Regions from separate parts of the Mus musculus genome. Here regions 1 and 3 are each linked to region 2. The links are chromatin contacts, called in public HiChIP or PLAC-seq maps. All regions are on one chromosome and are shown on one strand. Each heading gives the region's core, a stretch centred on a gene start, on an enhancer-like site or on the middle of the called end of the contact. The rest is flanking DNA. Distances are from core to core; before and after follow the strand shown. Region 1 has its middle 18 kb from the start of Gm36301. Region 2 has its middle 32 kb from the start of Gm38877. Region 3 overlaps Pparg (peroxisome proliferator activated receptor gamma).

Evidence for each region. HiChIP or PLAC-seq counts read pairs in DNA pulled down with a chosen protein or histone mark.
Region 1: a contact with region 2 is called in a FOXA1 HiChIP or PLAC-seq map of pancreatic cancer cells. The contact joins two enhancer-like sites. A contact is called at or near these places in 1 of 15 datasets of contacts at CTCF or cohesin (the NIH/3T3 cell line), 2 of 484 Hi-C or Micro-C datasets (the HL-1 cell line and muscle stem cells), 5 of 115 datasets of contacts at active chromatin or transcription factors (CD8 T cells, a colorectal cancer cell line, embryonic stem cells and 2 more) and 1 of 9 other capture datasets (embryonic stem cells).
Region 3: a contact with region 2 is called in a CTCF HiChIP or PLAC-seq map of the NIH/3T3 cell line, with 8 read pairs. The contact joins two enhancer-like sites. A contact is called at or near these places in 1 of 15 datasets of contacts at CTCF or cohesin (the NIH/3T3 cell line), 5 of 484 Hi-C or Micro-C datasets (cerebral cortex, cortical neurons, nephron progenitors and 2 more), 2 of 115 datasets of contacts at active chromatin or transcription factors (the NIH/3T3 cell line and cardiomyocytes) and 1 of 9 other capture datasets (adipose tissue).

The regions. Positions count from the first base shown.
Region 1 is chr6:115,499,155-115,502,947 of GRCm38.p6, reverse strand. No RefSeq gene overlaps it. Among named protein-coding and RNA genes, the nearest start is that of Gm36301, 18 kb to the left of the region's middle. Within about 2 kb of position 1,672, at least 43 of the 459 cell types and tissues checked have an H3K27ac peak or open chromatin away from gene starts, as enhancers often do. A contact at or near this core is called in the HL-1 cell line, muscle stem cells and pancreatic cancer cells, where this site is marked.
Region 2 is chr6:115,282,767-115,286,942 of GRCm38.p6, reverse strand. No RefSeq gene overlaps it. Among named protein-coding and RNA genes, the nearest start is that of Gm38877, 32 kb to the left of the region's middle. Within about 2 kb of position 2,607, at least 60 of the 459 cell types and tissues checked have an H3K27ac peak or open chromatin away from gene starts, as enhancers often do. A contact at or near this core is called in the HL-1 cell line, the NIH/3T3 cell line, muscle stem cells and 1 more, where this site is marked.
Region 3 is chr6:115,438,566-115,442,370 of GRCm38.p6, reverse strand. It overlaps Pparg (peroxisome proliferator activated receptor gamma), which reads right to left. Exons shown (of 8, transcript NM_001308354.1): 3 at 2,304-2,531; 4 at 710-879. The coding sequence starts at 2,523. Among named protein-coding and RNA genes, the nearest start is that of Pparg, 78 kb to the right of the region's middle. Within about 2 kb of position 1,905, at least 17 of the 459 cell types and tissues checked have an H3K27ac peak or open chromatin away from gene starts, as enhancers often do. A contact at or near this core is called in the NIH/3T3 cell line, where this site is marked.

The DNA.
Region 1 (3,793 bases), core at 423-2,922, 220 kb before region 2:
GCCCTGCCAATTTGAAGGGTTGTCAGTGTTACCGATCCAGAAGACTAAGTTCCAGTCTTAGCGTCATTGCTTACATGCCTTTGAAGAACTTTGAAATGGATACAGTCCTCACTGTTGAAATGGGTTGACACATGTCTCTGTCTGGGATGACTTAAGAACTGGCAGCTGGTTGGGAGTAACTTCTCCAATGGCCCCAGCACAAAAATAGTGCCTGATAAATATTTGGAGAATCTTTTCAGGGATAAAAAGAAAATAAGAAAAAAAAAATGTGTCAAGCTGCCTGTCGACTTCAGTGGGGGAGATGGGGCCTGGAGAGTCAAGATGGCTCCTCTACTGCCCTTTACTGTGGTTGATGCGTGGTTGGCAGTACTTTCTCCCATGACCCTCCTGTATCTTCCAGCTCATCGCACCCTGAAGATCCAGATTCCCATTGCATCCCATAGCGATTTAGACACCTGACCTGGGGTCCTGCAGGTAATCTTTTCCCAGGAGGTGAAGCACCACCACACAGCTTGTGTGACCAAGTCAAAACTTGATCATTGTCTTCTGCACTCCCCAAGACTGTTCCCACATCTGTCTGTTCCCTCTGTTTCTATGACCAAAGCCATCCCCTCCCACCGCTGCTACCACTTGTGGTCTTCCCATCACCCTTGTCTTCCCAGTGGCTGGCCAAGGGATCTCAAGTCGAGTATCAGCTATGCTACTTTCTAGCTTGGAAGGTCGGATCTCGGATGTTCCCCCAAAGCCTCACGTGTTAAGGTCTGGTTTCCAGGGTGATGGCTCAAGGAGGACGACAGGGGAACTTTGAGAAGCAGGACCTTGGAGGCCTTAGGTCATCATGTGTATTCCTGAGGGGACTATAGATAGGGCCTCAGCTTGCTCCTCTCATTGTTTTCTGGTTTGCAATATAGCCACCACTGTGCACAACCTCATCACAGCCCCAAGCAATGTGACCAACCAGCCATGGATTTGAAAGCCCTGAACCTGAGCCAGAACAAACCTTTCCCTTTACAGATGTGACTTTCTCAGGAAAGCAAGCATAGCTGCTGAAGGTCTTCTATGGCTTCCCACTCTCCCTAGGATGAGCTCCAGCCTCACTGGTCTGGTTTGCCGAGCTCTCTTAGCCTGATTGATTTTGTTCTGCTGCTCTGACTCGCTTCTTCCAAGTGCCCTAGGCTTAGTGAAACAGAAACACTGCTTTCCCCATATGCCTTTGCACACGAGCCCCTCACCTAGCGTTTCTTTCTTTCTTGTTTCATAAATCCTCCTTTGAGACTTGGTCTCCAATGTCACCTCCTCTGTGAAGCCAAGTTGACTTTCTTCCCCACTTTCACGGGACTGGAAAGCCCATAGCTCAGCCTGCCTGGGAAATTTCAAATAATCCCTTCTGATATTAGGTGGCAGCTGACACCAGCTGGAAGATGAGGTTATCTTCACTTGCAATCTGTCCCCAGCACTAACCCTTGGGGTGGGGGTGGGGAGCAGAGTGGGCAGTGCTGGCCCTGCTTTACCTCCGTGCCTCCTCACTGTGACCCCCGGGGGTAGCTGTGCATTCCTTAAGCTACATAAGAAGAGTCCCAGGAAGGTTCCAGAAGTCCTGCCCAAGGTCATCCGGCCTCACCCACCCTGCCTCCAGCCCTCTGGCTTCCTCTGCTTGCCAGGCTGTCCTGTGGCTGCCAGCTTCTGTGTTTATCTCCATGAAAGTGAGTTCCTTGGTGGCCTGAGTCACACCAGCCTTATCTCTGTGTCCCTAGAGGCTGAGGAGAGCTGGGGACAGGCAAGGCCAGTGAATATTTACTGACACTGGGCTCTCCTTTTTCCTTGTCCTGCTTCTGCTGACCTCAGGTCACCCCCACCCCCCACCCCCCACCTTCCTCTCCCCAAGCTCTGCTCTTTAATGGTAGCTGTGCTTGGCTAGAAGAGACTCTCACCCGTGTGACATTCAGCAACTCAAGTCTTTTCTTTAAAGGCCGATAGGGCTCGTGTTTCTTAGAGTGGGGTGCACAGCCCTGTCCTAGGGGCATATGAAGCCATAAGAGGAAGGGAACACCCCATTTTGGGAAGAGCTTTTCTTTTTGGAAGTCCTTGGACTCAAGTGAGACATATTTGGCTTTCAAAGGACAATTTAAGTGTGATTTTGAAACTTAAAAACAACAACAACAACAAAATAAAAAAAATGATAGTCAACTCTTAGTATCCATGGTTTCCACATAAGTGAACTCAAACAATTTTGCATATAATATTAGGGAAAATTGTGTCTGTATTAAGCGTGGGCAGACTTGGGTCATTGTTTCCCAAACCGATGTGGCACCTGTTTACACAGCACCTTTGCTGGGTTGAGTATTTTAACTCAGACATAGTTTTGAACTTACAGAAGGGTGTACGGTGGTCCTATGCAGATACTGTGCTGTCTTACACATCTGTCCCCCGCATCCGTGGCTTTCGGGGCTGGAGCCCAGGCCTGTGTGTTGGTTTTCTTCCTGGCATGTCCTACACATTCATTGCCACCTGTCTCCCTGGGCGGTGCCTCCGCAGACTGTTTCCTTTCTGACCTTCTCCGGGCCCTGCTTCTGGCTTTAGCATCTCTCTGCCCAGAAGCCCCTGCAAGGCTGAAGCGTCTTGGAGGTCTGCGGTCCTCCCTCACCTCCCAGCACTCCTTGATCCCCGTCCTCTGCTGGCTTCTCTGAGCCCTGCCTTCACTCTGCATGTGACCTCTGCGTTAGGGGCTCCTCTGCCTTAGATACCCTTGCCGTGTGCTCCTGGCTGTGTCCTGACCCCAAAACACTGCCTTGCTAAGCTTGAGCCAGGACTCAGGAGGTGGAAGGCAGTTGAGGAGCAAAGACTGCGCGTGGTGTTTGAGAGAATAGTCACCCTCATCAGGCAACAGAGCAAGGAGAAAACCTTGGCTAGCATCTTGTCAGTAGGAGGCAGCTCCTTAAAAAAAAATAGTCCCCCTTCATCAGCAGCTGTCCCACCCCGGGAGCCCTGGGAGGCCTGGCCATAGTGCAGCTTTTCCAAGGCATGTTGCCCACCACTGTGGCAGCAGCGGCAGCGTCGTCGATAACACGGGCTCCTTGGAGGCATAACGTGGGCTCCTCAGAGGCCTGCCTGGAGCTGGCCCATCTGGCAGGCAGGGTGGCCAGGGACCCCAGGCCGAGCTGCCAGCAACTGACTCAGCACAACGCCCTTCTCTAAGCAGTTTGGCTTCGGGTGGGAACCAACCAGCCATCCGGTGTCCCCTCCCCTGCCCTTGGAGGCAGCCAACTCACTCAGGTTGGAGCGGCCCCAGGCCCTTAATGAGCGCAGGCTGCAGCCTGGCCCAGGCCTGGGTGGCTCTGAGTTGAGAACACATGCTCAGGCAGCGAAGGACGTGGGCCTCTGATGGACAGCCAGAGTTCTGTCCTCTGGCCTGCCTCCCTGGGAGGCCTGAAATTTTGGGATGTCAAGGCCAGAAGACAGAACAACTTTTTAGATGTGCAGATAGAGAAACTGAGGCACAGAGAGGAATCAGCTTGCTTGCGACTGCAGCAGGTACACAACCTTGCCAGCATTCAAATGTAATTGATTCCTGCCCCCCTCCCCCACCCCCTCGCACCCCACCCCTAAACCTGCATGCTTTCATTTTCTCAAGTAGCACAACTAAGAAAGACACCTGAATTGTGTAGGCCCCCACCTTTCTTTCTTAAACCTTTAGGCTAGCTCTCTGGATTCACCGGGTGTCAAACTCTCTCGTCTGCTAGCAGCAGTGATAAGGTTTTTGTCCTGGTTCCTTTATTTGATCTTCCAGGAGACA
Region 2 (4,176 bases), core at 1,358-3,857:
CAACTTAATCCCTAAAACAACAATCTTTAATTATTCTCTGTGTATCTCCAAACTCTGCTAAAATACACAGAGAATGCACAGAGAAGTTTGGGCAGGAATCTCTGGATTCCTAGGTTTAAAATTCCTGATCCTCCTAAAGTCACAGAAATTCAAGTAATGTACTTACAACAGATCTGAAGGCAATTATGTTCGGTGCCTTAGCAGTAGTCTGGCTAGAATTCATGTTTAGTCTCCCAGAAGCACGACTTCGGAGGAATCCAAACCATGGTGGGTGATAGTGTAGGAGGCGTGTTTAAGAATGGGTCTGTGGTTGGATGGAAAGATGGCTCAGATGCAAAGCACCTGCTTGCTCTCGCAGAGCGCCTGAGTGTAATTCTCAGTTAGGCTAGGAATTTGGTTCACAACTACCTACAACTCCAGCTCCAGGGAGATCTCAGGCTTTTGGCTTCTCTGGTCATCTGCACTCACATATATCCACACCCCCTCCCCCCATTAAAAATAATAAAAGTAAAAAATAACTTAAAAATTAAAAAAAAAAAAGACTGGACTTGAGAGGAGGCGGCAGGTGAATCTCTGAATTAAGGCTAGCCTGGTCTACAGGGTAACTTCCAGGCCAACCAAGGCTGCAGAGTCTCTCTTAATAAAATTAAGTTACATTAAAATTTAAAAGTTCACAAGAGTATAATGAGATTTTTCATTCTATACCAGCAAAGGTTACTCTATATGTGTGTGTGTGTGTGTGTGTGTGTGTATGTGTGTGTGTCACTAGTGCACACACGCTCACTTGCAAGCTCACCAGCTCACGTGCATGCTCGAACATCTGCACTCACAATATATCATTGCCAGTGGGAAGCCTGGCAGCTGCATCTGTTTCTCCAGGTGTCCACCCTTAACTCTAATTCTTCTACAGCTATAGCCTTAGGTCATTTCAGTTGGGTTTAAATCGCCCTAGAGGACCACTGATCTGGGAGGTGGAGAAAGGCACTTGGCTATTTTGGGAGGAGTCACATGGAAGGCAACTAGGTGATCTTTGAGACAGAGGTGGGATTTATTGTGATGACCTCAGAAATAGCCATTTTTAGGAGTGGACATTTACTTCATCTAATCCTTAAACTCACCCAGAAAAGGGCATTTTGAGACAGAAAAACTAATTGCTTGCAAGGTCAAATCAGTCAATAATTAGCAGAGCCTGGATGCAAACTCAGACTTGATTCAGGCTCTTTTCATTGGCTAACAATATCTTCCCACTTCCTCCTGGCCTATCACCTGCCTCTATACACCTCTCCTTAGAAATGAAACCCATTCTGTTTGTTTCAGGAAGGACAAGTCCTAACCCTAAAGACCCTAAAGACAGTATTAAGGCTCATTCATTTGTCTATGTCACTAACTCCCTTCATGACTGTGGTAAATGTCCAAGGTACCTGGGCCTCAGTTTTCTCATCTGTAAACAGGCAATAAGACTAATTGTTGCTTTCAACTATGAAACTGTAAATGAATTCTTTGTAACCCCCCCCCCCCCTTGCCTACAGGCCTCCGGATCTTGTGGACTCATCCCAGCTCTCCCTTACCTGTGATGGAGGCTTTTCTGACCCGGAGCTAGACATACGCTCCACTGAGACACGTACAGCTTGCTGTCTGTCTTACACTTGCTTAACTCATCTTATTCATCCTCTTTCCATACCTTATCGGACCTTATCTGAATCCCTAACATATTTAAACTCAGAGAATTCCTATTCATGAATGAGAGAGAACATATAATTTAATTCCTCCATGAGAGACAGTAGTTTGTTTCCATGTTTGATTGGTTCCATGTTGGGTTCCCCCACTCCCGTGTTGCAACCAATATTCTTTTGCTTGTTTCCTTGTGGATATGAAGTCTCTATAGAAGTATCCAGAAATGAGATTCCCGAAGCTCAGCTAGGCACTGGATGTTGGAAATGATCCCCCACAGTGGTAGTGCCCATACAGGCTCCCACTAGCGATGTGTATGTGTAGAGTTTTCCTACATTCTCATTGATAACTATCAAGCTGAGTTTTCCAAGCTGACACGGTGACTGCATTCCTTAAGACAGTACACATCTCTCCTATTGGCTGTGGACTTTGTGAGTGCAGAAACCTTCGTTAGCTCAGTTTTATGATCTTCCCATGAAATTTGTTGAGCTTAGTAAATACACAATAAAGAATTATCAACAAGTACATAATGGACAGAATTTATTCACTTTGATCCAGGAGATGGGAAGCCCCGTGAAGACAGATGAATCTTTCTGTTTACTTATCTGGGCTGAGAACTGTCAGAGGAAGCCCCATAAGCTAGAGTAGATCTGATCTGCAAGACAGGCAGAGTTGGCCTACAGACCAAAAGCTTTTGGCCCAAGTTTTTTCACACTACTCACTGGGTGTTTGACTATTGTGAGGTACTACTTTCCAAGTCTCTGGAACCATCTTAATTAAGTACCAAGAGGTTTACTTCTCAATGGCCCCACCCCTGGTCCAGATTACTAGAGTCTAGGTAGAATCCCTGTGTTCCTTGGACTAGGGTACTGCATGACTATGGTAAACGCCTTCCCTTTCTGTCACCCCAACAGTCCCTCCCGGGTGACTCATTTTCTAAATAAGCTACTTGTGGTTTGGGTTTGACATCACATGTGGAAGAATGAGTAACATTTTAGGAGTCAGAATTATATTTGATCAGAATAAGACCCACAGTGCATGTTACTCATAGTTTTAAGCCAAGGGGTCAACACTGGTAATTTGTCCCCCAAGCTCTCATCCAGCCAAGTTTGTGTATACTGTATTATATGATCACACTATGAAAATTTGAGAAAATGATTTCTTATAGACCATGCAAGATTAAATAAAATACAGCAAAGTGATGAGGGGCATGTGTTCTACTGTACTGTGGCTTGGCTTGCTCACTGTAGTGTGCATTCACATGTGTGTGAACACACGTGGAAGTCTGAGGTTGACTCTAGATGTCCTTGATTGCTCACCACCTTCTAGTTTGAGACTGGGTCTCTGGCTGAATGTAGAACTCACTGTCTCAGCTAGTAGTTTGCTCCGGAGACTCCCTGTCTGTGCCTCCCACACACTAGGTTTACAGACAGGCTCCCATACCCACCTGGCTGTTTTCTCGGTGAGTCTGAGGATCCAAACTTTGTTCTTCATACTTGTGCAGCAGGTACTTTACCTGAGGAACCATATTCTGACCCCCAATTATTTGGGTTTAAATCTTACTTGTACAACTTGACCAACTGGATAACCTTAAACAAGTAATTGGGGTTTTCTTCAATTTCTTCATGTGTAAAATTATAATAGTACTTATCCCATAGGAGATCAATAAGTTGCTTTAAGTGCTTAGAATTATGCTTAGTAAGCTCTGGATATGTTAGTAAACATGTCTTTGACTCCATCACGACGTCTACACATAGGGTAAACGCTCAATCCATGTCACTAAAGAAGCACGTTGTGTTGCGGTGTATTTGGAACCAGAGGGAGAGAAGCATGGATAAGTGGAAGACTCTTGTCAGTAAAGAGCTTCAGAACAGGCTACCTCAAAATATGCCACGCTGGGCACGCTGATTATTTTGAGCCAAAGGCAGTGGGCACTGAGAGGTACAGGGGGAGTTCTCTGCTCTCCCTTTGTGCCTGAAACAGGACCTAAAACTCTCATGAAGAAGATGTTCCCTCACCAACCTATACAATAAGAACATTTTTACAACCAGAGACTAGAGATTAACATGGAAATGCGTTTATACAAACAAAATCTTAAGATGTGTGACCGTCTCCTTCACCATTTTCCCATGTGCATCCTAATTCCTTTCCCACAGTTCACTAGCTTTACACCAGACCCCTTTGTAGTGTCACATCTTCAAGTTGTCATTCTTCGAATCTTCACTTTCCTTATAAAGACACACAAGTAGGTATAAAAACAGAATGCATATGCAGGCCTGGGCAGGCAGAGGTATAGTGTTTGCCTCGCATGAGTGAGACTCTGAGACCCTGGGTTCCAACCTCAGCAGAAAGAGAGGGGAGGCAGATTGATTGATTCTCCCTATTGCCCTTCGTTTAGCTCTCTGTAGGTGTGTGTACTGTGCAAGGAAGGATGGAGTGATAGCACTCATCAGGTGCCATTCAATGGGAGATTGTGGGGATCCTACTTCTCCCCTTACCTGTCTC
Region 3 (3,805 bases), core at 656-3,155, 160 kb before region 2:
ACTTTCTAAAACACTCTTTTCACAGGGAAGAGCTCAGTTGTTGCCTTTTGCCCTTCCATTACACAAGGCTTGATCTGTGGCTGGACTACAGGAACAGCACTAGATTAGGGCTTGGTAGGGACAGACCTCACTAACCCGTAACTTTGCTTTTCCTTTTGTAGTCCTGGGAATAAAGAGCCTATTCAAGTGACCCCATGCCTTTGATGCACAATTTCTACAGTGCTAATATATTAATATGCTTAATATTACAGCATTAGTCCATGGGTCAAGTGATATACATATATAGTCTATCAAGCCTTTCTTGTTTAAGAGATTGTATAGCACGATGAAAAACACACTAGAGAAATCAGAAGATGTAGGTCCTAGTACTGGCTCATCATTCACTGTCTTGCTGCGATACCTTGGATAAGTCCTTTCAAAAACAAAACAAAACAAAACAAAACAAACAAAAAAACCCCCAAAAAACCTCTGCAAGATCCACTGAGATGCCTCAAAGACTCATTTTGGGGAAGGGGAAGTGGGATAGAGTAATGCTGCTTTTATTAGCTTTTCTCAGATTTTCAAATGTTATATTACTTGAAGAATGAGTTCTGCCAAAACAACTCCCCACAACTTTATCTTTAAATTCTTAGAGTGAGTTTGTAACAGGAAATAGAATAGGCAAAATTGCAGAAAACTCTAGGATGGTTTTTTTAAATTTAATTTTTACCTTGCATCCTTCACAAGCATGAACTCCATAGTGGAAGCCTGATGCTTTATCCCCACAGACTCGGCACTCAATGGCCATGAGGGAGTTAGAAGGTTCTTCATGAGGCCTGTTGTAGAGCTGGGTCTTTTCAGAATAATAAGGTGGAGATGCAGGTTCTACTTTGATCGCACCTGTGCATGGGAAAATTTGAGAAGATGGTTATCTCATGACAAACAATCTTAAAGAGGAACTGTGGCTTTCCATGGTGGCCTTCATATTTTCATGCCATAACTTTACTGTCTCAGAAGAGGCGCTGGGGAACATGAAGAAACGTTGGTGCTCAGATAGGAAAAGTAAGACTTTGTCATCTCAGGCAAGTCACAACACCCCAGAACCTCACCTGCACAAATAAAGCGGGAAGGGAATTAAAAGCCAGAGAATTAAGTGTGCTTCCCCCCCCCCCCCCCAAACTTCCCGCTGCTTTCCACAGACATTGCACAGGGTTTGGATAAGTGACGCTTACTTGGCTAGGCAATGGGCTGCATCTGGCATCCATTCTGCTATTATGGGTTTTATTGAAAAGGTGAATTTTAGAAATAGTTTTAAACTTTTCTTGCAAAAGAAATACAGAAGGAACATGGGCAAGAAAATGCCATGGTGAGCCTAGCCCGAGGTGCCAGGTTATCAACAGGGTTGAGTCTGAGGTGGTTTGTAAAGTGATCTTTGATAGAGAGTGGGAGCAACCTGTGTGAGGCAAGTACTGCGTTTGCCCGTGGCTCAGACCTATTGAATTTCCGTATTAGGCTCTAACCCTGAGCCACACAGATAAATACCCACGTATACTTTCTATCTAAAGAAAACAACTAGAAATTACAGGAAGTTCTTACTTATTATCAAGTAATGCTTGCCAGTGACACAGGGGTGACTCTGGAAAACCAGCACATCAGCCCACAAGATAAAAATCAAGGAAACAGCACCACAGAAATGATACTTTATCTCAAAAAGTTTGGTTCTGGTTTTCTTGAGGCTGATGTTTTATGTTAATTTACTTAATGTCATGATGATCTGTCAGTCAGCCACAATGTTCAAATGTAAGTTTATGCCCCAAACTAGGGTTTGAGGTAAATTTTACAAATTACAGCTTAGAAAGAAAGCCTAACTGTAATAGTAACTTAGCTATGATGAGTCATGTAAGTTGACCTACAGCTATGACTTACTGAAAAGAAGCTGGGAGAATTCAAAGTTTACATGATGGACTGTCAGCCTAAGACAAAACTGGCAATGTAGTCATCCTAGAAAATGTTCCAAAGATGGAAACAAGAAAGGAAAGAAAGGAGAAGATAGACGTGTGTGTGTGTGTGTGTGTGTGTGTGTGTGTGTGTGTGTGTGTGTGTAAGTTTGGGAACATTGGAGGGAGAAGAAGAAAGGGGGTTAGGTTGGGAACATTGTTGTGCTGTCTTATCTTGGCCTCCCACAGACATCTAGAACTTCAAGCGTAGTGGATAAACTGAGTAAAGATGCCTTCTTGTCAGAGTGCTAATCTCAGGAGCATTTATTCAATGGTTATTAAAAAACTGTCTAACTCCAATCCTAGTAGTTTGAAAAGTAAACATACTTTGGTATTCTTGGAGCTTCAGGTCATATTTGTAATCAGCAACCATTGGGTCAGCTCTTGTGAATGGAATGTCTTCATAGTGTGGAGCAGAAATGCTGGAGAAATCAACTGTGGTAAAGGGCTTGATGTCAAAGGAATGCGAGTGGTCTTCCATCACGGAGAGGTCCACAGAGCTGATTCCGAAGTTGGTGGGCCAGAATGGCATCTCTGTGTCAACCATGGTAATTTCTGAAGTGGAAAAAAAAGAACAGGATATGAGTCAAGTTCTGGAGGGCAGAGCAGTCCTCATAGACATAGAGAGGAGCTGAATGAGTTTAATAAAGCATTTCACTCAGACTTCCCTATGGGGGTGAGTGCACTACTGCCTTTCTAGTACCACCCAGGTAAGAAGGAAGTCAGCCTTTACCTGAGTTTCTGTATTGAGAGAACTTAAGATCTGCTTCATTAGCAAATTTCAACTATATGATACAGTATTTCTAACTATAATCATCTTGCTGTCTATCAGGACTCCAAAGTGTTATGGAAACCCTGGCCAGTCTTCCCTACGCCTAGGCCTTGGCAACTAGCAAGAGTATGTGGCATCTGGTTTCCTGAGTCTAGTTTGTTTTCCTTAGTACAATGTTCCTTTGGGTCATCTATATTGCTACAAGAAACAGAAGTTTTTCCTTTTTAAAGGCCATAGAGTATTTCACTGTATGTATGTGTGTGTGTGTGCATACATGTTCATGTGTGTGCATTCTGCATATGTGTGTATATATACTATGGGTTTTTTTTTTTACTTGTTTGAGTATGCATGCCTGTGTATACATGTGCATTCTGCATGTGTGTGTCTGTTCATACCACAGAGCTTTTTGTTTACTTTTACTTGTTTATATGTCTTAGATTCTCATGTTGATTTCATATCTTGGCTATAGTGAATAGTGTCATAATAAACATGGGAGCATAGAAGCTTTGACATAGTAATTTTTAGTTCCCTGGCCATATTTCTAGTGGTAGGGCTGCTAATCACATGGAAATTCCACTTTTGATTTTTTGAGAATCTCCACTTGCTTTCTATAATGGCTGCACAGTGTATAGTATACTTCACTAGAGATGTTTCTGTTGCTCCATATCCTCTCTTCTCTTCATGGACTAGCTATTCTAACAGACGTGGAATAGTATATTTTTGCTGTAGTTTTGATTTGCTTTTCTCTGGGGATTAGTGATATTGAACATTTTTTTTCATGTACCTTTTCACCATTTCTATGTTTTCTTTTTAGAAATAGCTACGAATAGCCTTTGTGCATTGTTTTGGACTGAGATCTTTGGTGTTTTGATACTGATTTGCATTCCTCTTGAGTGTGTATTCATGTGTGTGTGTGTGTATGTGTGTGTGTGTTGTGCATATGGAGGTGTTATCCTCAAGAACATCCTTCACACCCTTTGATATATATATATATACTCTGTCTCCTTTCGGCCCCTCTCTCCCTTGGTCCTTTTTTTGCCTCTAGTTCTTAGATGCT